Linked DNA regions of Mus musculus: all the other regions are linked to region 6. Evidence: chromatin contacts called from public promoter capture Hi-C data. All regions are on one chromosome and are shown on one strand. Each heading gives the region's core, a stretch centred on a gene start, on an enhancer-like site or on the middle of the called end of the contact. The rest is flanking DNA. Distances are from core to core; before and after follow the strand shown. Region 1 holds the start of Dok3 (docking protein 3). Region 2 holds the start of Drd1 (dopamine receptor D1). Region 3 holds the start of B4galt7 (xylosylprotein beta1,4-galactosyltransferase, polypeptide 7 (galactosyltransferase I)). Region 4 holds the start of Sfxn1 (sideroflexin 1). Region 5 holds the start of Caml (calcium modulating ligand). Region 6 holds the start of Tspan17 (tetraspanin 17). Region 7 holds the start of B230219D22Rik (RIKEN cDNA B230219D22 gene).

Region 1 (3,491 bases), core at 640-3,139, 740 kb before region 6:
CTTTTCTTGGACCAGTTCTTCCTCTCTCACCCACCTGCCCCTTGGGTCCTGCACAAGCCTCTGCCTCCAGTACCACCCTGAGGCAAGACATCTGGAGCTTCCAGAGTTGCCAGCCTCCTATAGAACAGATTTGCTGGCTGGTGTCCCCATCTGGGCTCAGGGTATCTGGTCAGGAATGCCTTGTAACTTGGGAGTCACTGTTAGGGGGTCACAGGGAAATGTTTGTGTCCCTGGTTTCCCTCCTGTCTGACACTGCCATCAGCTTTAGTCTTCCTGTAATGGCTGCCCTCCCTGCCTGTGCAAGTTCCCAGCCAGAAGTCCTCTGCTCTGTCTGCTGAGGAAGTGGCAGATGCCACAGAACTGTCATTCTGGCCACAGGCACCCTCTAACTCTGTCCTGCCCCATTCTTCCCTGGGCTATAAAGACAAACCAGCCAGGCTGATGCTGCCACAGCTGGGGAGCCACAGGTAAGATGTGTACATGCAGATGTTGCAAGACTGGCTGGCCCACCAACCAGGACGTCATCTTGCAGTAAGAAGGCCAAAGGAAAGGTACAGCAGGTTGCAGGTGTCTCCTCGTAGCCCTTCTGCACGGGGACTCTGCAAGGCTTGTGCTGACTCAGCAAAGGCAGCAGTTGCTCAGGCTGGCTGTCACTCGGTGTGTGGCCTCAGGCAAGTTACTCAAGTTATCAGCCTTGATTTCCTCATCGCTGAACTGTCAATGAGAAAAGAGGGCAGAATCAGGCTGTATGAGCTTAGAGCTGCCTGGGCCACAACCACGGTGGGCATGGAGCCAGGTGCCAAAGGTCTCGTGGATGTATTTCCATGTGTACTGTGTGACACCCCCACCCCCAAACAGCATTCCTCAGCTGGGTTACAGCATTCTTACCCAAGGTGACATTACACAGGTGACAAGATACTTCCATAATTTGTATTCATGCAAAGCCCCAATACTGGCCTCCAACAAGGCAGGTCAGGTGGGGTAGGGCAAAGCCACTGGGCAGGAAGCAACCCTTTAAAGCATGTGACCTCCCTGGGGAGCATACTGGGGGCCTGCCGCCTACACTCATGACAAACAGTGAGACTGGATATGGAGCCCTTGTGGCCTGCTGCCTAAAATGTCTGTTGTGTGGGGCTTCACTCTCCAGCCTTGGAGAGCAGTCAGGGAAGGCCTCCAGGAGGAAGCAGCTACCTGTGGCAGGGCAGAGCAGTGGTAAGGGGTGCCCAGAAGGGCCTCATCTGAAGAACTGCACTTCAGGGATTAAAGGCAAGCAAGAACAAATGGTGTGGAGTTGCCCAGACTAGACTCAAGGGAACAACAGAATTGGTGGACACAGCCAGGGAGGGTCCAGGCGGTGTGAAGATCGAGAGAAGAAAGTGAGCTTTAGAAATATTTCTGAGTGATAACAGCAGTTGCCTTAGCACACGCAAGGCCCTGGGTTGATCCCAGTTTTACAAGAGAGGCAAATGTGCCACTCAGAATGGCAGCCAGTTGAGCAATGTGGAAAGAGAAGGGGCCAAGGCTGTGCACTCCCCTCCTCACGGTACACAGCTGGCTGGGAATGGGGGAGAGTTCGGAGCTCATGACTCAGGGTGTCCACCCTGTGGTCAGACACTCAGATCCGGCTGATCCAGGTGCATGTGCAAGAGGAGGTCCTTGCCCTGCACCCCATCCCCGACCCCACTGGCCTCAAGCTCCCCATAGGCAGGTATGGTCTCCTTGGAGCAGCAAGAACCCTAAGGGAGAGATTGGTTCTGAGCACTGTCCCTTAAGTGAAGCCCGGGCTCCCCTCCCCCTGGCCCTGCAGCTGTCTCTGGACAGAGGGAGGGGGAAGTGGCCAAAAAACGAGAAGTAAGAGAAGTTCCTGTCCAGCCTGTACCAGTCTCCCCGGAACTTCAGAACTGCGGTGGCCATGGAGTCTGTGGAGCCCCCGGTCAAAGACGGCATCCTCTACCAGCAGCACGTAAAGTTTGGCAAGGTGGGAACCCCAGGCTGCCAGCCGTGGGCAGAGGAGGGAAACCCCTGCTTAGCCACAGCTTAACTAGACCTGAGGGAACTGGGGACGGGGTCTGGGTGAGGTGAAACCCGGCAATTTGAGAGTGGAGGCTCTTGGCCCAAGAAGGTTAGGGATGAAGCATCCTTTGTAAGACTGCTTCATATAGTGGTAGAGATGCCCAGACCACGAGAGGACTATAAGAATCAAAACCTATGTATATAATGGCTCCAAGGCTCCTGGAGAAGGCCAGGGCCTGTATGGCAGGAGCCCTCCGAGGATGGAGCAGACAAAGGCTGGTTCTCCAGGTACTGGGGAGGAGATGGGGTGAGGATTCGTTTTTTTATTTTTTTCTCCTTGAGCATCAGACTGTACACCCACAGTTGAGCTACAGCTGCGCCTGGGCAGATAAACCGTCTGTTTCCTTCGCTAGATGTCATTTGCATGTTTCCTTCCTTACCAGCATGAAGCAGAGGCCGGCTTCCCACCCCACCCAGCCCATGGCCCAAGTGCCCTTTTGGGTTGTGTAACAACAGTGTCAGTTGCTCTGCTCCAACCACTAGATACTATTAACTGTGCAGGTCATCCAGATGAAGGCAAGGTGTGATTTGAACTCAGGGCTGACCAACCCCAAGTATGGACTTCTCCTTGCCTACCCCAGCCCCAGCAAGGCCTCCTCCTTCCTCTGTAGCCCAAAGTCTTAGGAAGGCAGAAGTCAGCCAGCCAGTTGCTAAGCAGCTTGCACAGAGCCAAAGGGCAGGGGTGGCTTTCTTCCCAAGGGTCTCCTTTCTTACAGAAATGCTGGCGCAAAGTGTGGGCTCTGCTGTATGCGGGAGGCCCATCAGGGGTAGCTCGGCTAGAAAGCTGGGACGTGCGTGATGGTGGCCTGGGACCAGCAGGCGACAGGTCCACAGGGCCCAGCCGTCGAGGGGAACGCCGGGTCATACGCTTGGCTGACTGTGTATCTGTCCTGCCTGCGGATGGCGAGAGCTGTCCCAGGGACACTGGTGCCTTCCTGATTACCACCACTGAGCGAAGCCACCTGTTGGCTGCACAGCACCGCCAGTCCTGGGTGGACCCCATCTGTCAGCTGGCCTTCCCGGTGAGTATGACATGAACTAGCCTGCTGGGACCACCTCACCCCGCTCACCCATGTCCTTGCTTAGTCAGATCCTGCCACATGGTAAACATTGCCAAACCCTGTGAATATGAGCAACAGCTTAGAAACCCATAGAAGGATCCTATATTCTATGCATGTTATAGAGAAAATGAAACCGTAGGTCAGGAGGATGTGTGGGCCTGAGCCCTGAATGACAAGAGCAAGCCCCCAAGGCAGTGGTCTGAGACAGGTGTCTGAGCCAAATGGACAGGTACTGGAATACAATGGTATCATGAGCAAAGGCCCTGGGGCAGGAAAACATGGTGTGTGTAAAGGAGCAGAAGTAGGCCAACCAGCGGCTTAGGCACACAAGTGTGAAGACATTGGAATGTTCAGTGA
Region 2 (3,496 bases), core at 935-3,434, 730 kb after region 6:
AGTAGACAGCCTGATGCTTGTATATCAAAATGGCTGACATTTTCCTGGGGTGGAGAAATATCATGAGCAAAGCGATAACTGACATTGAAGAAGAAGAAAACAGGTTTGGGCTGGTTAGAGGCATTTTCAACCAGAGATCTCTCTGAGTAGCTACGAGTGTTGGAAGAAACCAAGGTTGTCCAGTGCACCACGACTAGCCTTTCCTCCCATTCTATATGAATTCTTCTGCTGCGGACTGGCATTGCAGGCAAAACGATGCCACCAGAGGCAGCTTTAGTATGGCTGTCATTCTACTTTAAAGAGCAGTGGCCATTTTCCAGAGTCCTTGGCAAGTCATTAGGGGAAGTCTTACTCCTCAAATTGCCCTCAGGTCACCTCCAGCTTCCTTGTTACAATCCTAAGTGTTACTACATTGTTGCTTCTTCTTCAAGTGCTAGCTGGAGGAGCACTTTCCCTCCCTGAGGGAGTCCTCCCTCCTCCAGCGTGCTCAGTCCTGCCCTAAAGGATCCCTAAAGTTTCCACAGCTTCCTGCGCGTCCAGAGGGCCCTTTGTCCTCATCTTCCTCATTTCAGGGAATTGCAGGGTAGGAAGAGCAAGAGGAGTTGCAATTCCAGACTCACACAACCATCTTGGACTGGAAACATCCTCTAATTTGTGTTCGCTGGTCAAAAATGAAGAAGTATGGTGAAACAAAGTTCCAATTGCGTAGAGAGCGACTGCTTCAGGGATGAGAATCCCCTGAGGGTTTTACCCTGTGCTGACTCACGGCTCTAAAGCAGAGTTTCTCAATGTGTGAATTTTGACCCCTTATGTGTATGTGTGTGTGTGTGGGGGGGGGGGGGGTCACATAACAGACAGCCTGCATATCACATATTTATAGTATGATTTATAACACTAGCAAAATTACAGTTATAGAGTGCAACAAAATAATTTTTTGGTTGGGGGTTGCCACATATTGCAGCATTAGGAAAGTTGAGAGCCACCATTCTAAAGGCATGTGGTTCTTGGGGTATATGTCTGATCACCAGTCTGTGGAACTTGGTGTGTGGCAGCAAGACTGCCAGTGGGAGGACAAACCGGGAGCACAGGTGGAGGAGGACTGGTGTCAATCATTTGACTACATCCAAAACCAAGATATGATTTCTGCTGGCTAATTAGGAGAGCTATTTAGGTTGTATAGAGAAAATTCGGGCATTCAGTGTGGTGTGTGGTTCTCATGGAGACAAGACTACTACCTTTTTTTTTTTTTTTTTTTTTTTTTTTTTTAACTGGTCTCTGAAGAATTTCTGGCCACCAAGGACTGACTGAGTCCATATCTGGTCCCAACTCTTAAATAAGTATTTCATTTAATTTTTACATCAGTAAGCACAGGAGTCCAGGCAAAGTGATTTCCAAGTTCCATACTTAATCTCTTTTCACACAGATGGGAAGGCACTCTGGGGCTGCGTCTATGCACTAAACGTCTCTGAGGCCACACATTCCTGTCTCTGCTTTATCCCTGTGCTAATTGTTTAGATAGTGGGCTCCATCCTAGACACGGCTGTGCAAGCGACAGTCAGGCAGACAGGCCACCATCTTCATTAGCTACTGTGTTAACGTGGAGTAGAGCCCACAGTCTTTCTGAGCATCACTGTCCACACAGATGAAATGAAGCTGTGCAAGCCAATAAGGAAGGAGTTTTGCAAGATGTCGAACATCATGAGGTGTGTGTGTGTGTGTGTGTGTGTGTGTGTGTTTAGGGGACACAGAGGCTGCTGAGTTTATGCCAGGTCTCTGATCACTTGCACAATAAGTTGACATGTTGTTCTCACTGCTGCTCCAGCCTTGGCACACAGGGGACACAAAAGGAAAATCATGGCTTAGAGAATAAAATGCTAGCCAAAGGGACTTCTTATTCTTGTGAGTTTTTAGGGGCATTTCAAACGAGGGAGGCTAGAGCGCGGAAGACCTGCCTCTCACCGTCCAGATTCTGGCAGAAGGGGACAGGGAAAAGCATGGTCGAGGCCCTGCATCTTGGTTACACACACTGGCTGAGGCCCCTGTGATCTGAACCTGCTAGGGCGCAGGCGGGGTGTAGGAAACCAGAGGCCCCGGCAGAGGGCGCCGGGTACCTGCTGAGAGTGCGGCACCGTGTTTGGGGTGCTTGTGGGGCGCGGGTCACGGGCTGCACTCGTGAGTTGACCGCAGAAGCGCCTTGGCGGGCGGAGCGCGGAGAGCAGAGCGAGCGGCACAGGAGAGGGCGCAGGGTTGGCGGAGTCGGGGAGCGTGGTCTCCCAGATCGGTGAGCACTCTCGTCCTGGGGCTTCCCGTACCCCTGCTGCGGGGCACTCAGTGACAACTCAGCGACGTGGGCAGTGTCCAGGACTAGCAGGGCGTGGGTGTGGGTAGGGTCAGCTCTGACCCCGAGCTTTGGGTGGAACTTGGAGTTGACCCGGAGAGGCGCTGAACGAGAGTTTGGTTTACTTGATTTGAGCATCAGGATTTGTTCCTCAGGTTCTGTCTTGTGCCAGGGTCCCCCGGGGAGGGGTGGGGGGATCAGGTAGCCAGAGAGGGCACAGCGATTAGGTAGGCGTCCCACACCCCTGCTCCAGCTGTGCCTTCAGTGAACCACGTGTGGCTGTCGCCCGCCACTCTGCCTGTCAAGCTCAGCCCACCACCGGGGCCGGGAGGGGACGCGGAGGCGGGGTGGGCTGTGCCCCGCTGGAACCCAGCCGGCCGGTGCCCTCGCTCGCTCGAGCTGTTGTGCTTGCCTGGAGCTCCTGCCACTGCTGACAGGGAGCGAGCGGGTGGCTCCCCAAGGAGGCTCAGGGTCCTGCCCTAAGAACGAGGAGCCAAAGGGGTGCCCAGAGCTGGGCTTCCTCAGACAGGACAGAAGCTGTTCCAGTCCTGGAGGTTCCTCTCCCAAGGAAGCTCCGAGAACCCTCCTGGGGGCGGGGGCAGCAATCTGTAGGTGGGCAAGGTAGCAGGAGGGGCGCCGCTTCCCTGGCACCTGGCCTGGGATTCCTTTCCCAAATCCATCCCAGAGATTTTTCTGCATGAGGAGGGGGAACACTTGCTCTGCTGGAGGGACTCGTTGAGTCCAGGGGTTTTGGGAGAAGTGACTCTAAAGCAAGGTAGGTGGTCTTGATGGACTTGTCCAGGGGGTGATGGGCTGAGATTTTGTGTAGCCAAATAGGAGGTCTGCACAGAGTATTGGTGAACGACTTTGTGTTTCCCTTTGCTTTTTAGGGCATTTGGAGAGATGTGGCACCAGGGGCTTGAAGGAGAAATGCATGTATTTTAGGCTGTGTCTCAGAAGAAGAGGCAGCATCCCCGAAAAGTGACTGAGATTGACCAGGAAGAGGCCCCAGACTCTTAGAGTATGCTTAAAAGCCTATGCATTCCTTGGGGAATCTAGGGACCAGCGGATGCCAGGGAACAGCGACCTGGAGCACTGAACCCAGAAGACAGGTGGAAAGCAAGCGGCTCTTCTTCCTGGTATGGCTTGGATTGCTAT
Region 3 (3,806 bases), core at 175-2,674, 810 kb before region 6:
TAGAGCCTTACAATATCTAACAAATGTGTCATTCATTAAGTGAATATACACTAACGTGTTGGGGGAAAGAAAATGGGGGCCCCCAACCATAAATTACATTGTTCCTCCATACCTGTGACTTTGTTATTGTTATGGATCATAATATAAATATCTGATGTATGCAACCCATGGGGGGGCGCGACCCACAGGTTGAGAACCACTGGACTAGCCCAAGGTCCAAACAAAAAGATGCTTCAAGCCTAAAAGTGTAATGCCCCATAAATCTAGGCAGGAAAATCACCTCCGCCATTCTGTTTCAGTGAGAAATATCTTAAACTCGGGTATGAGCCAGACTCACACCTAACACTTAAAGCAGACCCCCACACAAGTACAGCAGCACAGGAAATGAACTACTGGGTGTGTCTAGTATAAGACAGGCAATGGCTAACCAACCAGGAAGAGAACACAGGAAGCTCTGTCTGGTGTGATCTTCCCGGCCAACCGCAAAGTATGAGAGGGCATGAAGGCGAAGGATAGGATTTGAAGTCACATGGATATGACGGGGCAGACAGAAAATAAATAAATAAATAAATAAAGACCTTCAGCGCCACAACACAGAGAGATCCGCTGTAAGAAACGAACAGAATCATCTGCTACATGAAAACAGACAGACAAACACACAAAGGCACAGGAGAAAGAGTGGTTCTCAGCCTTCCTACTGCTGCAGCCCTTTTATACAACTCCTCACGGTTGTGGTGGTCCCCAACCATAAATGTCGTCGTTATTCCACATTTGTGGTTTTGTTATTGTTATGAATCGTAACATAAATGTCTGATATATGCAACCCAAGGGGGCCGCGACCCACAGGTTGAGAGCCACTGGACTAGTTCGCGGTCCAAACAAAAAGATCAATGGAGAGAGCAAGGCAGAGACCCAGACACAGGGACGCGCAGAATAGAAGCTAGTAGGAAAAGAGAGCCGTGCAGACAATACCAATGACGTTCCCCCCACCCCCAGAGAACCACAAACACTCAGGGTGACCCCCAGAAACCCAGATGCGACAGCGTAGGGCTGCTAAGATTTGCAGGAGGTCGAGAAAAGGAATGGCACCCAGGGGGACGCGGCTCCTGCCCGTTGCGGCCGCTCACCTGCCATCCTCCCAGGGCAGCTGCGCCGCTTTCCTCCGGGAGGGCAACATCGTGGCGGGACACAGCAGGACATGGGGCTCTGGCTCAAAGCCCCGCTGCCCGGCCTGCCCAGCCTACGCGGCGTCTCCGCCCCCGCCCCGCCCCCCGGTCCGCCGAGTCCGTCCCTCCGGTTGGGCCGGCTGCACCTCAGAGCCACAGCTTATAAGGTTCTGCTGTCTGGAGAACCGATGGCGGGACCTAGCTAGGTTCTCACTACATACAAGGGCCCACTGGATGTCACAAGAAAGGGAGTTCCCTCCCATCACCCAAGTCAAAGGCGACCAAACAAGCTAGAGACTAGCTGGAACTAGACGTGTACTGCATAACAGAACGTCTGGGATAAGGTACATCTTCCTCCTTTTTCCCCCAAGTGAAGGCTGGTATCATCGCAGCATTCCTACGGTCAGCCCAGCAGAGAAAGCACGTACTCTTGGAGCATAAGATCCAGTTCAGAATTCGGAGCTGATCTCGGAAGACTGATTGTGCTTCAAACACTGCTCTGATAATTTAACAACGCTGAGGCGAGTCGATTTCTCTGTGACGGTTTCATCACTTGGGTTATATAAATTGTTCGTATTCTGTGTGGTCATTGTAGGAAACGAAAACCCATTTGGTGCAGTGCTTGGCACAGTCACACTATATAAATGCTGTCGTCCGATTTGAGAACCTAAGGAATGAATAGGAGACTGAGCCGCCTCTTTGCCTGTGTGAATTTATCTACTCTCTTCCCCTCTTCCCCACCTGGGAAAAGAGAGGCAGTTACTAGACTTCATGTCTGTTCTTTCAGGCAAAATTTAATATTCTAATAAGTACCTAACATTTATTAAGTTTTACTTTGTGCTACTCATTTTTTTTTAAGATTTAGTTATTATATGTAAGTACACTGTAGCTGACTTCAGACAGTCCAGGAGAGGGCATCAGATCTCATTACGGATGGTTGTCAGCCCGTGAGCCACCATGTGGTTGCTGAGATTTGAACTCAGGACCTCTGGAAGAGCATCGAGCCATCTCTCCAGCTCCTGTTCTAAGTTCTTTATGGCTGTGCTTTTATTCAGTCTTTATGAATAGGTATTATTTCCATTGTGAAGATGAAAGGACCAAGGCACAGGCAGGTCATTGGTTTGTGTGCACAATCTTTCCAGCCACAATCCATGATCTCCAATTTCAAGTGCATTGTTTCAAGGTAGATCTTCACTATTGGTTAAGTTAATTGTTCTTAACTTTCTTTCCCCTCTTAAACCCTAACAAACACAACTCAATGATTTGCTCTGTGGCTCACCTAGGGCTCTGCATCCCACACCAGAAACTTACCAAGTCAACCATAGATGGGGCAGACCTTTTTTTTTTTTTTAATTTTCTTTTAAGATTTATTTTATATATGTGAGTACACTGTCACTCTCTTCAGACACATCAGAAGGCATCGGATGCCCATTACAGACGGTTGTGAGACACCATGTGGTTGCTGGGAATTGAACTCAGGACCTCTGGAAGATCAGTCAGTGCTCTTAACCACTGAGTCATCTCTCCAGCCTGATGTGGCAGATCTTAAAGGCAGGATTGACCTCCTGCAGAGACCAGTTAGGCAGGGCCATCAGGCGATAAGACAGTCAGGTGACCTGTTGCTCTAGTGTTAGACCTCAAACTCAAGAAACTAAATTTTACATAAAAACCCAAATTAGCCAGGCGGTGGTGGCACACGCCTTTAATCCCAGCACTCGGAAGGCAGAGGCAGGCAGATTTCTGAGTTTGAGGCCAGCCTGGTTTACAAAGTGAGTTCCAGGACAGCCAAGGCTGTACAGAGAAACCCTGTCTCGAAAAAAACAAAACAAACCCAAATGAACTGCTTTTAAATCAGTGTTCCGTTATTTGTCATGTTGACACTTGGCACTCTTGGTGAGCAATGTCAGATGGTTTTGACAAACCCGTCAGCACCTGCCCGCTACAAGAAACCATAGCAAGGATGGAGATCGTGATGTTCACAGGTGGAGACTACCCTGGAGTGTGAGGCCTTGTGCCCTCTGGAAGTTACTACTCCCACCCACCCTCTTTTTGTTTTTTCCAGACATGGCTTCTCTGTGTAATAGCCTTGGCTGTCCTGGATTCACTACATAGACCAGGCTGGCCTTGAACTCACAGAGATCTACCTGCCTCTGCCTCCTGAGTGCTGCTATTAAAGTTGTGCACCATCACGTCTGGCCTTGTTCCATTCTCTTAAGTCCAAGTATCATCACACCCACCAAGAGTAACTACAGGGCTGGAGAGATGGCTCAGCAGTTAGGAGCACTGACTGCTATTCTGAAGGTCCTGAGTTCAAATCCCAGCAGCCGCATGGTGGCTCACAACCATCTGTAATGATATCTGATGCCCTTTTCTGGTGTGCCTGAGGACAGCTACAGTATACTTATATATAATAAATAAATAAATCTTTAAAAAAAAAAAAGAGTAACCACGAACAGTTTTTCTTCCTTTTTTTCTTTTTTCTTTTTTATTGGGAAACCAATGTAACAAACCCACATTCATTGAAAATAAACTCAGTAACTAAGACTCTGTAGGCTCTGTTTCCAACCAGCACCAAAGTCTCTGCTTGGTTTGATACCAGTTGTTCAAGCCCCAGAAAGGACAATTGTAACAAACTAAAAT
Region 4 (3,247 bases), core at 201-2,700, 720 kb after region 6:
TCTCTCCATTTTGCAGACCTTTGGCTGCACCCTTGAGTACACAGATGGAGCAATTCCTTATCAGAGCTGGGTGGGAATTAACAAACTCTTCCCAAACACTGTTATTGCTGTGAATGTGACAACCTCAGTCCTGGGAGGGGGGTGGGGTGGGGGGTGGGGAGGGGTGGCCTGAGGTTCTGGGACTTCCTGCTGAACTTCCATTTGTCCTCTAAACAGCTCTCCTTCACACAGCAAGCCTGAGTCCAGCATTCTAAGACCCACAAAGTCCTCTTCTTTACCTCAGTGCTCGCCTCTCTACTCCTGCCTCTGCCTGGAACAAGGACGGAGAGAAAAATCTAGGCAGTGGTTTTCAACCTTCCTAATGCTGTAGCCTTTAATACATGGTTTAGTGATTCCTCCAACTATGAAATTATTTCGTTGCCATTCCATAAACATAATTTTGCTACTGTTATGAATCGTCATGTAAACTTCTGATATGCAACCACAGTTGAGAGCTGCTGACTAGAGGCACCCAAAGTAGGTGCAGCAGATGAGGGATCAGGAGTGTGAGAAAACTATAAAGGGAGAGTCCCGGGTAAAGGCCCAAATTCTGAAATCCAGCAGAACTACGCTTTTCCACGAGGTCTCTCAATCGTCACATCGTCACTGAGGGACAAAGTGGAAACAATATATATACTCGGATTGCCTGGCTCTTCTCCCTGGCCAGCTGTGACACTTTAGGCAAGTTATTCAAGTTTTAATGCCTCAGTTTTCAAATCTGGATTATGGATTTGGCAGCATTGGATGAATACAAAAGTCAGAGATCTAACTCCGGAGGCACAGACCTTAGTGTGGTCATTGTCATTCTGGAGGCGGTTGAACCTGAGATGATCAGCAGGAACACGATGTGGGAGCTGAGGGTGAGGGTCCCACGGTTCTACCTGGGACACTTCGGTCCCTTGAAGAGATTAAGAGCTGGAGGTCGGCCACCAAGTGATCTCCACGCGGACCTCCGGGTCCCAGCTACTAAGAGCCACCTGGTCACCTGGCAATTGCGCGCGCCCATCCTCGTGGAGACAGTCCCCTGGCAGCCATCTTGGCCGCCTGCACCCAGCATGTTTCGTCACGCGGTGGCTAGGGACGCGTGGCACGGTGCGTGATGCTCCCCTTTCACATCTGTTCCACAAGATCAGTTCCACGCTGAGGCCTCCCTAGCCCCAGTCTAGAGCTGCGGACTCACGAGGTCCCGGGCGTACGTAACCCGCCTCAGGCATACCCCAGCGCGCACAGTGGACCCTACTGGGTCCCCTGCAGCCCCCGAGATTGCGCCATCCCGCGCGCCTCCGGCTCCCCGCGCGCGCTCCGCAGCCCCCCGCCACTCACCGCCTACCCGGCCGCCACCCGCGCCGCTCGGTCCCGTTCGGCGCCGCCTCCAGCTGCCGGAAGCGCCGCGGCCCCGCGCGCCGCCCCCAGGAGCGCGGCCACGACGCGCGCTCACGACGCGCGGCCCCGCCCAGAGGTTCCTGCCTCTGCCTCGGTGTCATTCATGGCTTTGGCTGCTGAGCTCCGCAGTCTGCGCACGCCCCATGTGCCCGCGCTTCTGCTTCTGGCCACACTGAGAACTCCTAAGTTCATCTTAGCCGCAGCCCGGGTCAATGCCACTGTTTTTCAATTTGGTTTTTTTTAGAAGACCACCCATCATCATTGTTCCTCCATTCATTTGGGCTAATGCTTCTTTTTTTTTTTTTTTTTTTTTTTCCATTTTTTATTAGGTATTTTTTTTTTTTTTTTTTTTTAAAGATTTATTTATTTACTATATGTAAGTACACTGTAGCTGTCCTCAGATACTCCAGAAGAAGGCATCAGATTTCGTTACAGATGGTTGTGAGCCACCATGTGGTTGCTGGGATTTGAACTCGGGACCTTCGAAAGAGCAGTCGGCGCTCTTAACCACTGAGCCATCTCGCCAGCCCCTAATGCTTCTTAAAATGGGGGAGCTTGGCACAGCCAGCCCTCTAAGAAAAACTAGACAATACAAGTGCCACCTTCAAAAGAGTCACTGGCTGCTGGACAGAGATGGGACCATAGGGGAGGTGCAGACCAGAGGTCATGAGCTTAGTCAGGTTGGACCTGGTTAGACCAGGTTGGACGATGAGGAGAGAAGCATAGAATCTCGGACGCATTCTGAAGGCCAGCACAATACAACAAATAACGAATTGCATTCTCTGCACAGGTAGATAAATCCCCTCCCCCTTTTTTTAAAGACAGAAATTCTACCCCAAATAACCTCTACAAGCAATGAGATTCCGAACTGAATTTGGATTCTGTGTGTGTGCGCTCACACACACGCGCGCCCATTGAGTGTGTCTGTCTGTATCCCAATAAGGTGACTGTAAAACGTATATGAGAAAACAAAGAGCCCAAAACAGCTAAAACACTTTGAAGGAGTAGATTGTCCTACAGTTACAAACACAGAAGAATGGTAAAAAAGAAAGGATGTGTTTGTACCAGAATCAATGAGGAGCTCCATCCAGCCAATCAGACATCCAGGACAGGCTGAAAAAAAAGGTCACCAGAGGGGAACATGGGGGGTGGGAGTGGGGATCAGGCTTCTACCTTTAGGGGCTTCTACTGTGGGAGACTGGCCCAGAAGGCCCTACTAACATTGTAAAGAAAAGCAGTGCTCCTTCTGAGTGTGGATGATGTGACCAAGGCCACACTGATCAAATTAAATACCCATAGGTCTAAAAGAGCTGTTGCCTTGGAGCCTTCTGATCCACTGCTTCAAGCTCCAGCTGCCTTGACTTCCACTGGGTGATGGACTGTGCTTTCCAACTGTGACCTAAGATAAACTCCTCCTTCCCTTGGGTGGCTTTTGTTGGGATGTTTTATCACAGCAACAGAAAAAGAAACCAAGACAGTCCCCACATTAAAAACTGGTCTAAGCCAAGAAGATAGTTTGTCTGTTACTGCTTTGTCCCATTGCACCGTGCTCGTTAAACATGTCCCTTTATACCTAGTACTGTCTTGCGTGAATTCTTTTACTGCCCAACCTCCCCACCATACCTGTGGCTCCTGAATATACTGCATCACAAGGCAGTAGGATACACTGCCTTAGACAACAGAAAACTAACTCAATTGCAAGTGAATTCATAAAACAAACATGGAGAGCAGAGCTTGGAGCAATATTTCTCAGACATTTTCAATGGTATTCATTATACTCAGAACTTCCATATGTCCTTAGTCTGATTCTAAAGCAGACTGAAAA
Region 5 (3,265 bases), core at 171-2,670, 830 kb before region 6:
TTTCACTAGCTAATACTGATAAAAATACAAAATCATTGAAGTCTTTCAAGGTTTCTATTTTACAGTTGCATTTCTAACTGTGAGCACAGGGTGTGGCGCCGCCTGTACCCACTGTTGCTGTTCCCGGGCAGCTATGAGCAGGCACTTTTAGGATGCTGTTCTAGCTTTTAAAGAGAGAACTCTAAAAATGATAAAATTTTTCAAGCAAAAGAACAGAATAAGAAAGGGACTTGAGAAAGACAAACACCAACACTTTAAGAATATCTTCAGAATGATCACTACAAAAAAAATATTTTCTGTACTGTTTCAGATGATTTTGAAAGTGGTAGCCATATCTCTCATTTATATTGTCTAGAAGTTCAGAACTATATCTCTAACGCCTCAGAGAAATTCTTGAGTTCTACCAAGCTCACAAAGAGCAACTAAAAAGCCAATTACTAAAGGAAACACCCAAATCGAAACTTAGAGAGGCCAAGCATAGTAGAATTCAATTGTGTCCACAAGAAAACAGTGTCCTGGACACAAGGTTGCATGAAAGATGAATTTTCTTAGGGCAAATGCAGTTATTGAAACGTGATGTATGTATGGTAATGAAAGGAAATCTCTGCAGGGACATCACATCTTTCGGGAGGACCTGTGTGACAGGTGATAATTTTGAAAGCAATGAGCATAGCCACCAAGATAGGGAAATAGGGTCTCTAATCCACAACGGACGGACCAGCCAACAGTTGAGTAATGACTGATGTGGTGGACGAGAGTTACGAAGCAAAAGGCAAAAGCTATGTCATGGGGAGTAACTGGGAATAAAGGCATCTGGAGCTTATAGGAAAATCTCCCTGGGAGGTCTGGGGATAAAATGCACAGCCTTCAAGAAAGGCGAGTAATCAGGAACATAGGGGTTGTCTCAGATAACCGTACACAGAGACTCAGGAACGAAGGCTTTGTAGCCAGGGTGGAGACGACCTCCGGGCAAGGATCCAAGAAAATAGGAAGCAACAAGGAGCGTCCTGGGGTTAAGCGACAATATAATATGGGTCGTCACCTAGGGAGCGGTGACAGAGTTCGGTCAGAATGCATTTTGGGGACAAAATGTTTACGAGCTGGAGTGGGCAGAAGGAGCTTGAAGACTCAAAGAGGTGGGCGGGAGACGGGAAACCGAAGCTCTCACCCGAGCCGCTCCCGGGCCTGTGAAAGCCCATGATCCGGTTGATGCGTTGCTCGGAGTTCATGAGCAGCTTTCTCCTCCGCAGCTCCGCTCGCCGCTGAGAAGCCGACAGGCCCGACGGCGTCGCGGGTCTTTCCCCGCCGTCCGTGGCCGCAGGCACCGGCTCCATGCTTTCTCTACGGTCTAGATCAGGCTGACGGTAAAGGCAAGGATGACTTATGGCAGGGCCGCAGAGTTCGCTCCCACTCCCACTGTAATCCCGCCCTCTAAGGGGCGGGAACTGAAGCGTGAGCATGCGCTAATCGGCTGCGCCAGGCTCTGCCGCCATGTTCAGTGAGGGCAAGCCCAGTTCAAGGGTTCCCTCTTCCTAAGTTGGCTCGCAGTGCTCAGGTTTCTCGCCACCAGGTTACCTCACAGCTGCTCTCGAAGATGAAGAGACGGATGCCCTCCTGATGAGTGAAATGACAGTGAGGAGCAGGTCCATTTTATTCTCTGCCAGGAAGCAAAATGGAGGTTGCAGCGGCGGGAGCTTTTTACCAGCCAACGCGTCTCTGCTCCTTGGATACGTAATTGCGGGTGCGACGCTCTCCGGGAGCGTGGCCCTGGGATTTGGTGGCTGTGGTGATCCTAGTTCTTTACTGAAAATGTCTGGACAACAAACGAAGGAGCCTCAATCCACTATCCAGTCCCAGGCCGTCCACTTCTCTATGGAGCTGCAGAAAGAGCTCTCTCTCCTTCTTACTAATCCGGGAGTCACACTGCGGACTCTGGCTACACCTAACAGCCTTGCCTCGGTAGCCAGAGAGCTCACGTTAGGAACAGACAACGGGCCTGGGCTCGGTTGTATACTCTTCGTTTGTTTTTGTTTTTCGAGACAGAGTTTCTCTGTATAGCCCTGGCTGTCCTGGAACTCACTCTGTAGACCAGGCTGGCCTCGAACTCAGAAATCCGCCTGCCTCTGCCTCCCGAGTACTGGAATTAAAGGCGTGCGCCACCACCGCTCGGCGGTATTATTATATATTACAAAGGATCCTGCAGTCTGAACCAGCTTGTTCATTCTGAGTTCTCTCCCCAGCTCAAGTGGTGGCGTGCTGAAGGAATGCGAAGAGTTAAAACCGTTCAATACTAGCCAGATTTAGTATTTCGGGAAGTGCAAGCTTGAGCAGTTAAAATTAACTGTTTCATTCCCTGCGAAGCCGCCCATTTGACATGGCGTGTGCCAGCTGTTGGGCTTTTCAGATCAGACCTGGTACGTCTTTGGTGAAGCAGCAGCTGAGGAGACACCCCAGAGCTCACCATAGCCCATGAAAAACCCAAGGAAGGGGTCAGGCCTGAGCACAGTGATCATATTAAGGTTAGAGGCAATAAACTAATGAAAGCCATCATATGCGGCAGTGTTTGTCAGCAAGGCAGATCAGGTTCCCATTTGATGGGCAACCAAGCAATGAAACACACCCACCCAGTACGAAATGGAAGCTCAAGATGCAATTGATGCATTCCATCAGTAGACAAGTGGCTCCAGAATTTTGTTCTACACCAACAGATTATCAACTAGTGGTAATTAGCCTGGTATGATGGTGCATGCCTTTAATCTAAGCAATGAGGAGAAAGAGGCAGGTGATTCTCTGTGGGTTTGATGATAGCTTCGTCTACACAATCAGTACAGCCAGAGCTACACACTGAGACCCTGTCTCAAGAAAGAAGAAAGAAAGAAAGAAAGAAAGAAAGAAAGAAAGAAGGGAGGGAGGGAGGGAGGGAGGGAGGAAGGAAGGAAGGAAGGAAGGAAGGAAGGAAGGAAGGAAGGAAGGAAGGAAGGAAACAAAAAACTGCTGTCTGCCTCACTTTATCCTGACTTCCGGTGCACAGCTGTCTCTCCTCTTACGTCATTCCTTCTGTTTGGACAGAGAGTAACTGGTGCATGGGTATGTCCACCAGCTTTACAAACACCTAAATGGCCAATGTTGCTGTCTTAGTCACTTTTCTATTGCTGTGAAGAGACACCATGACCAAGGCAACTCTTATAAAAGAAAGCTTTTACTTAGGGCTTGCTTGGAGTTTTGGAGGGTTATCAGTCCGTGATCATCATGTTGGAAAGTACAG
Region 6 (3,263 bases), core at 396-2,895:
ACCTTTTCATACACCTACAGCCAACGAGAACTGATCCAACTCTGCTTTAAAACCCTGCCTGCCCCCATGCCACCCAAGCATAGGACCTTAATGTTCTGTCCATCTTTACTCCCCTGCCCAGGCGCCCCACCCTTGCCCAGGAACAAAGCTGGGACTTTCATCCCCCTACCCCCAGAGTTACTTAGCCTCTCTTCCTTCCCTCCACCCACTGATAATCATGTTTCTCGAGACAAATAATTTAAGCTCTTACCGTCTATTCATTCAGTCCCCTATCTGTAAACTACAGATAATAATAAGGCAGTCGGGAGAATGTGCCTCATCAGAATTCATGTGTTACTAAGCTGGGTGTGATGGCTCACACCTGTAATCCCAGCACCCAAGAAACTCAGACAGGAAAACTGCAGCAAATTGCAAGCCAGAATGGGCTAGAGTGAGACCCTGTCTCAACAACAAAAAACTCTCGTTTAATCTAACAACCCAGAAGGATAAACTCCAATACTGGCTCCTCCAAGGCTGGAAAGCTAAAGCCCAGAGAGCAAAGAGGCTCGCCCAAAAGCCTCTGGACAAGGCCTGCTACACTCAGGCCCTTTGACTTCCAGGCCAGCGCTCCCTGTAGCTGCCCACACCCTACAGAACAGAAGACTGCTGACATCCAAGGACACCCACCACAGGGCAAACCCGACGGCTCGTGGGTGGAGAACAGAGCCGCTGAATCCTGCTGAATGCAAGTGGGAAAGGCCTGGCATAAAGGACAGCAAGCACAGCCCGGCTTTGGCGATAGGATGGGGGAGGGAGAAGAGAAAGATGACTTGGCAGGACCAGGACACAGATGCCACACAGAAGGAAGCCTCTGTTTGTTTGGTCAGCTATGGAATGCTGAATTCTGTTCCCAAGGGACAGTTCCCTGTTCTCAACTGGAGCTCCTCTCCCTGCAGAGGCAGAGGCCTTGGCTTTCCTCTCTCCTAACCTCCTGGCTCACAAGCTTCTGAGCGTCTGTAGGGTAGACTCGGGGCTAGGACCCAGCCTCGCGAACCTCACCGCACCATGCTGGGAGCTGGAGTGGCCGGGAGGCGGGGCGGGGCTGGTCCGCAACTACCGCGCCCCTGCAGTCTTCCGGCAAACGCCGCCCCCTTTTTCGCCCAAACTTGGGGCTGCAAAGAGAGACTCCCAGCACCTCCTGCTGGGACTGGGTCCCGCCCCCCAGCTATCCCAGTAGCTCCCCAGAATAGTTGGGGACGGGGCATCGGGGTGGAGGGGGTGGGGGACAGTCCCTGGTCGCAAGCTCCTGAGACGGGATCTCCCTCACCAGCAACTGAGACTCCCTAACCCCTATCCTCAGCGCAGAGCGAGAAGCGGACTCGCGCTCACCCAGAAGACAATGTTGAAGCCAAACAGGAAGTATTTCCCGCAGCAGCCGACCTCAGGGTCCTGGAATTGCTGGTGCTTGCCGGGCATGGTGAGCGGCCACCTGCCGTCCCGGGAACCCGAGCCGGTGACCGGCCCAGCCCTCTGCGGGCCGCCCAGGCCTGGAGCAGCCCCGGGCCTAGCCCGGTGGCTGCGGCTTCATGGTCAAAGCCACACAGCTCACCGGCTGCCCCGCCCGCTGTGGCACCGCCCACGGCGCTCGGACAGCCACACCCGGAGTGCGGTGCCCTCATCCGACCCCGCCCTCCAACAGCGCTCCGGCCCCGCCCACAGTGTCAGTCCACACCCCGCCCCAGCAAGGCTCGGTCTTCTTGGAGCCCCGCCCACGACCCCGTCCCAGTCAAGTTCAGTCCTCACGGGCCCCGCCCATAACCACGACTCCGCCCCCAGCCGGGCTTAATCCTCTCAGGCTCCGCCCATGCCTAGCCGCTGTCCTCCCGCAGTCCCGCCTACGCCCCGCCCAAGGCTCTGCCCTAGCTAACTTCTGTTCTCGAGCTCCGCCTCTAAACCGGGTCCCGCCTCTGATGAGCCCCAAACCCCGCCTCCAACCGGCCTCAGTCCTCCTGGAGCTCCGCCCTACTCAGCCTCAGTTCTGAGCCACAGTCGGCCTTCTTGGAGCCACGCCCAAGACATCCGTCTTTTTTTTTTTTTTATGGTCCACAGGTCTCACTTCTCCCCAAGACCCTGCCTCTGGGCCAGGCTTTGGCTACACCCCAGTCACACTCAACCCCTTGCAACCCCCACCTCTGAAGAGTCCCCGTCTCCTCTCTAAGTCCGTCCTCCAGTTAGCTTCTCTCAAGTTCCCCAAGTCCTCCAGAGGCCCCAGATGAGCCAACTGGCAAAGCTGGTGAGCCAAGTGTGAATAATTACAGTGGATCTCCAGTCTAAGATTCAAGAACCAGAGGAGTCCACTCCCCAGGGATAAGTGGTTGGGAATAGTGGGACCAATGAACAGTGCCATGCATTCACACACAGTGTAGTTGAATACAAACAGGCTGGCGTGCCATGCCACGCCTGTTCTGTTTTGCCTATTCCTATGGTCGCCCTGTCCCATACCTACTTGACTGCCTTGATACCTGGGATTCACCAGAGTCCTTCTGATGCAAAACAGGACAGAGCAGATGCAGGTTTAGGTACGTCTGATCTTAAATATTTAGATTCCAAGTTTGTTCCAGAAGTGTTTATTTAGATACAGAAAGGGCCTTAAGCATCATCAGCATCAAGTGAATCCCTCCTAACAAGACCACGGTGAAGCCTAACTACCACTGTAATCTCTTCACTCATGAAGGTTTATCCATCCATCATTTCAGCAGGAGGAGACACACAGAATCCATAGGACTGTCTTCAGATGGGAAGGCTGTGCAGGGCATTCCCAGTTCCCAGTCCTACCTGTCTTTACACAAATTCCTCTCTAACCTAGTCCATACTTGAAGGGGGGGGGGAGGAGAGAGGGAGGGAGGGAGAGAGGGAGGGAGGGAGAGAGGGAGGGAGGGAGAGAGGGAGGGAGGGAGGGAGGGAGGCAGGGAGACAGGGAGGGAGGGAGGGAGAGAGGGAGGGAGAGAGGGAGGGAGAGAAGGAAGGAAAGAGGGAGGGAGGGAAAGAGGGAGGGAGGGAAAGAGGGAGGGAGGGAGAACCCAATCACAACTGGTCCAGGGAAGGAACAGGTGTTAGGATGGGTACCCAAGCTACAGATCTGATGAGGGTAACCCCATAATCAGCCTTTAAGCTCACAGAGAACTGAACTCCTAACCCTTAATATCAGTGGCCTGGAACCATCCTCCCAAGACAGAAGAGCCTGCCTCAGGAGTCTCCTGTCCTTGTTTGGCAGGGTTGTGCCA
Region 7 (3,588 bases), core at 815-3,314, 900 kb before region 6:
AGACGCCTGGCACTGACTTAGGCAATACGAATGCACACACATGTGCACACACAGATGTGCAAGAATGCCTGCAAATCTTATCTGGGAAAGCTGAATCAGAGAATCCAGAGGCATAGCGAGCCCTGAGCTTCATAGAAAGCAAAAAATGAGGTAGTAAGGTGGGAGTTCTTTCTCTTACACACGGGACTTCCAGATATAGAAAAAAATATTCTTTTTAAAAAGCTTACTTATATACATATGCGTACTCCATTTGCATGTATGTCTGCATGATAAAAGAGGGCATCAGATCCCATTATTTAGATGGTTGTGAGCCACAATGTGATTTCTGGGAATTGAACTCAGGACCTCTGGAAGACCGACTAGTGCTCTTAACCACTGAGCCATCTCTCCAGCCCAGAAAAAATATTCTTACAACCTATTTCGGCACTATAAAGTCCGTTGTGTATAAAACCACCACATATATTTACATGCATGATAAATTTCAGCATTTGGCTAACACATTAGCATTAATGCCTACCTCTTTCCACTCTAAGACCTACCTGCTGATAATTCTTTGGTTTGCTTTTGGGGATTTTTAATTTTTGAGGTTTGTCTTCATAACAATCCTCCTGCCTCACCAAGAAAGTAATGGGTGTAAAGGTGTTAACCAACATGCTTGGTCAGCTATTACCTTATGTTTTAAATTATGCTTGTCTACATGAGAACAAATGAGTGTGAGTCCCCCCGGGGTGCAACACATGGAGTTACATTTGGTTCCCAGTGCACCGTAGTGCAGGGAGCCAAACCCTACTTCTCTTCAAGCCTGGTACACGCTCTTAACTGCTTTTTTTCCCAGCTATTCTTGGATTCTTTCCATGCAAAGTTCACTAAAATGATGCAGGTTACATTTGAGAAAAGTGGGCGGAGGAATTTCTCTTAAGACGTGGGTGGAACATAAGCTAGGAGTTAACAGAACAAATCGTGTTGCAAAGCAAAGGCTACAGTTGGTTTTGTTTTGTTTGTGGTACTAGGGGTGGACCCCAATGCCTTGCACACATCAAACAAACGAAGAAGCATCTTTTAAAATGGTGCACCGGTAAGTTTAAGGAAGCCAGCGAGGAGTTTCACTGTGACTAAATTAGTAGTTTTGAAGGTCTGCTGCGACCTGCTTTCCCTTAAGTTTTACTGTGGGTGTTTAATCCTGCCGTCTTCCAATGAAACAATCACATTTCTTTCTTTTTTTTTTTTTACCTTGAATGTGGCAGACATTGCTCCCAAAAAAACTATTTTTAGTAAATTCACAAGGCACCTTTAAGCTTTGTAAATATAGCAAAGCTTCAAAGGCCCACACGCCGTTCTCCTCCAAGGATCAAATATCCCACAACCCTCGGTGTTTTGTTACTATCTAGCTAACTACTGTATATAATCACATATGATTTTATAATTCTAAACAAGTGTGGGAGGCCGTGTCAACCACTGAGGATGCTGCTCCGCTCCCGCCTCCCGAGAAGTTTACACAACATAAATAACGGTCTCCTTTGTCTTCTCTGCGCTCCTTAGCCGTGCCCCACGGCGCTTCCCCAAGTCAGCATCCTAACGGGACCCCGAGGCGTTCCCCGCCGCGCTCTCGGGATGCGGGGACGACCGCAGCTCCAGGGCGAGACTGCGGCCCCGCGCCCACCCTGCAGCCCTGGCTGCGCGGCCCGCGCCGTGACTTCCGCTTGCCGCGAGGCCGGCGGGCGCCCGGGCGGAAGTACCGCGGGGAAGGAGGCCGCCCCGGAGGAAGGAGGCGCCCGCGCTCGCCGCCGCATCCCGCATCCCGCTCGCCGGGCCCCGCGCCAGCCGCCGCCCCGCGCCCTACCTCGGCCGCTCGGAGCCCGGCCCTCAGAGCGCCCAGGGGCCGCCCATAGGCAGGAAAGCTCCCGCCCGTTCCGTTCACTCCGGCCGCGCCCGCTCCGGGCGGCCCTGTCCAGTCACGGCAGAGGGCCGGCGGCGGCGGCGGCGAAGGCCACGCCAGCGCCCGACTCCCTGGAGCCCTCACCGCGGGGCCCCGGACGCGGGAGGAAGAAGCCGCCACAGCCCCGGAATGTGAGCGCCGCCTGCGCAGGCGCAGGCACGCCTAAGTATCGCGAGACTCTTCGCGCGGCCCGCGAACGGAGTGCGCAGGCGCGCGCGAAGCGGACGGTCCCTGTGCGGAGCTCCAGTCCCGCCAAGATGAGCGAGCGGATGGTCGGCTCGGTGACTTCCCAGAATGCAGGGTCACTCCGTGACGCAGGCATCGTTTGAAGCCCGCTGCAGTTGTCCAGAAGCCGTTTACACAGCTGTTTGAAAACGATGTTTGCTCATGCCTGTCTGCAGCCCTTAAGACTCATTCATTGTCTGGGGGCTGGAGAGATGGCTCAGTGGTTAGGAGCACAGACTGCTCTTCCAGAGGTCCTGAGTTCAAGTCCCAGCAACCACATGGTGGCTCACAACCATCTGTAAAGGGATCTGATTGCCCTCTTCTGGTGTGTCTGAGAGCTACAGTGTACTCATATACATAAAATGAGTTTGGAGTCAACCTGGGCTACAGAGCATGAACAAACAAAAATAAACCAGCAGAAATGTTAGGCACGGCAATATGAGTAGGCACACGGGTGACTCATCATGGTCAGGGTTCACAGCAGAGGTACCAGTAAAGCTTGCTTCTTTCCTGCAGCTAGCATCTCAGGGGTAAGGTGGAGCTCCCAGCCTTACCTCAGTCTTTGAGAATTTTCTAGCCATGGTACTTACTATCCTTGGGCTTCAAGTTAGCTCATCTCCAGGCAGCAGAAGTATTCCCAAATAAATCTAAAAGAAATGTTGAAAATCCTTAGTCATCATGGAAATGCAAATAAAAATGATTCTGAAATCCCACAATGGCTAAATAAATAAATAACCAACTCAAAACTGGGCAGTGGTGGCGCACGCCTTTAATCCCAGCACTTGGGAGGCAAAAGTAGGCGGATTTCTGAGTTTGAGGCCAGCCTGGTCTACAGAGTGAGTTCCAGGACAGCCTGCCTTGAAACCCTCCCCAAACAAACAAACAAACAAACAAAAAGACTCAGTGTCTGCCCTTTAGTTTCTTAAGGGTGGGTAGGGCAGGACTGCCCATATCCAAACATGAGAATATTCAGATGGTGATGGTGTTAGGGCTCTCAGATGTAAGATGTGTAATAATTAAGGTATTTTATGTGGGGTGCCCTGTAGTATTTAGTTTTTTTTTTTTTTTTAATCCCTGACATCTCTACAATGTGCCATATCCTTTATCCTAAAAGGCGGAACCACTAGCCTAATTCCATTTGGCGGTATTTCCTTCTGAGTCGCTTGGTTGTAGAATTATCCTGGATTCAGAGTTCTTACTATAAGCCCGGAACATGAAATTGATAGTATTGGGCTGGAGTTATGGCTCAGTGGTTAAGAGCACTGACTGTTCTTCCAGAGGTCCTGAGTTCAATTCCCAGCAACCACATGGTGGCTCACAACCATCTGTAATGAGATCTGATGCCCTCTTCTGGTGTGTCAGTGACAGTACACTTACATACAGGAAATAAATAAATAAATCTTGAAAGAAAGAAAGAAAGAAAGAAA

The links. Promoter capture Hi-C pulls out the DNA fragments that hold promoters and counts their contacts. Capture Hi-C pulls out chosen DNA fragments and counts their contacts.
Region 1: a contact with region 6 is called in a promoter capture Hi-C map of pre-B cells, with 3 times the contacts expected there. The contact joins the promoter of Dok3 here to the promoter of Tspan17 in region 6. A contact is called at or near these places in 3 of 39 promoter capture datasets (3T3-L1-derived adipocytes, liver and pre-B cells), 1 of 484 Hi-C or Micro-C datasets (embryonic stem cells), 2 of 115 datasets of contacts at active chromatin or transcription factors (pancreatic cancer cells and stem cell-derived neural progenitor cells) and 2 of 9 other capture datasets (adipose tissue and embryonic stem cells).
Region 2: a contact with region 6 is called in a promoter capture Hi-C map of pre-B cells. The contact joins the promoter of Drd1 here to the promoter of Tspan17 in region 6. A contact is called at or near these places in 1 of 39 promoter capture datasets (pre-B cells) and 1 of 15 datasets of contacts at CTCF or cohesin (large pre-B cells).
Region 3: a promoter capture Hi-C map of pre-B cells shows a contact between it and region 6, with 5 times the contacts expected there. The contact joins the promoter of B4galt7 here to the promoter of Tspan17 in region 6. A contact is called at or near these places in 3 of 39 promoter capture datasets (hippocampal neurons, liver and pre-B cells).
Region 4: a contact with region 6 is called in a promoter capture Hi-C map of liver, with 2.2 times the contacts expected there. The contact joins the promoter of Sfxn1 here to the promoter of Tspan17 in region 6. A contact is called at or near these places in 1 of 39 promoter capture datasets (pre-B cells) and 1 of 9 other capture datasets (liver).
Region 5: a promoter capture Hi-C map of pre-B cells shows a contact between it and region 6, with 3 times the contacts expected there. The contact joins the promoter of Caml here to the promoter of Tspan17 in region 6. A contact is called at or near these places in 1 of 39 promoter capture datasets (pre-B cells) and 1 of 9 other capture datasets (adipose tissue).
Region 7: a promoter capture Hi-C map of pre-B cells shows a contact between it and region 6, with 2.9 times the contacts expected there. The contact joins the promoter of B230219D22Rik here to the promoter of Tspan17 in region 6. A contact is called at or near these places in 2 of 39 promoter capture datasets (neutrophils and pre-B cells), 1 of 484 Hi-C or Micro-C datasets (muscle stem cells) and 1 of 115 datasets of contacts at active chromatin or transcription factors (large pre-B cells).

What each region holds. Positions count from the first base shown.
Region 1 is chr13:55,526,936-55,530,426 of GRCm38.p6, reverse strand. Dok3 (docking protein 3) reads left to right here and starts at 1,889. Exons shown (of 5, transcript NM_013739.2): 1 at 1,889-1,978; 2 at 2,790-3,095. The coding sequence starts at 1,913. Ddx41 (DEAD box helicase 41) reads left to right here. Exons shown (of 17, transcript NM_134059.2): 17 at 1-17.
Region 2 is chr13:54,054,346-54,057,841 of GRCm38.p6, reverse strand. Drd1 (dopamine receptor D1) reads left to right here and starts at 2,184. Exons shown (of 2, transcript NM_010076.3): 1 at 2,184-2,281; 2 at 3,229-3,496.
Region 3 is chr13:55,597,514-55,601,319 of GRCm38.p6, reverse strand. B4galt7 (xylosylprotein beta1,4-galactosyltransferase, polypeptide 7 (galactosyltransferase I)) reads right to left here and starts at 1,424. Exons shown (of 6, transcript NM_146045.2): 1 at 1,128-1,424. The coding sequence starts at 1,177. It overlaps Tmed9 (transmembrane p24 trafficking protein 9), which reads right to left. Exons shown (of 5, transcript NM_026211.3): 5 at 3,623-3,806.
Region 4 is chr13:54,070,048-54,073,294 of GRCm38.p6, reverse strand. Sfxn1 (sideroflexin 1) reads right to left here and starts at 1,450. Exons shown (of 11, transcript NM_027324.5): 1 at 1,363-1,450.
Region 5 is chr13:55,621,160-55,624,424 of GRCm38.p6, reverse strand. It overlaps Caml (calcium modulating ligand), which reads right to left and starts at 1,420. Exons shown (of 4, transcript NM_007596.2): 1 at 1,169-1,420. The coding sequence starts at 1,334.
Region 6 is chr13:54,787,787-54,791,049 of GRCm38.p6, reverse strand. It overlaps Tspan17 (tetraspanin 17), which reads right to left and starts at 1,645. Exons shown (of 8, transcript NM_028841.3): 1 at 1,369-1,645. The coding sequence starts at 1,455. Eif4e1b (eukaryotic translation initiation factor 4E family member 1B) reads right to left here. Exons shown (of 7, transcript NM_001033269.3): 7 at 2,591-3,263.
Region 7 is chr13:55,691,600-55,695,187 of GRCm38.p6, reverse strand. It overlaps B230219D22Rik (RIKEN cDNA B230219D22 gene), which reads right to left and starts at 2,064. Exons shown (of 2, transcript NM_181278.2): 1 at 1,841-2,064.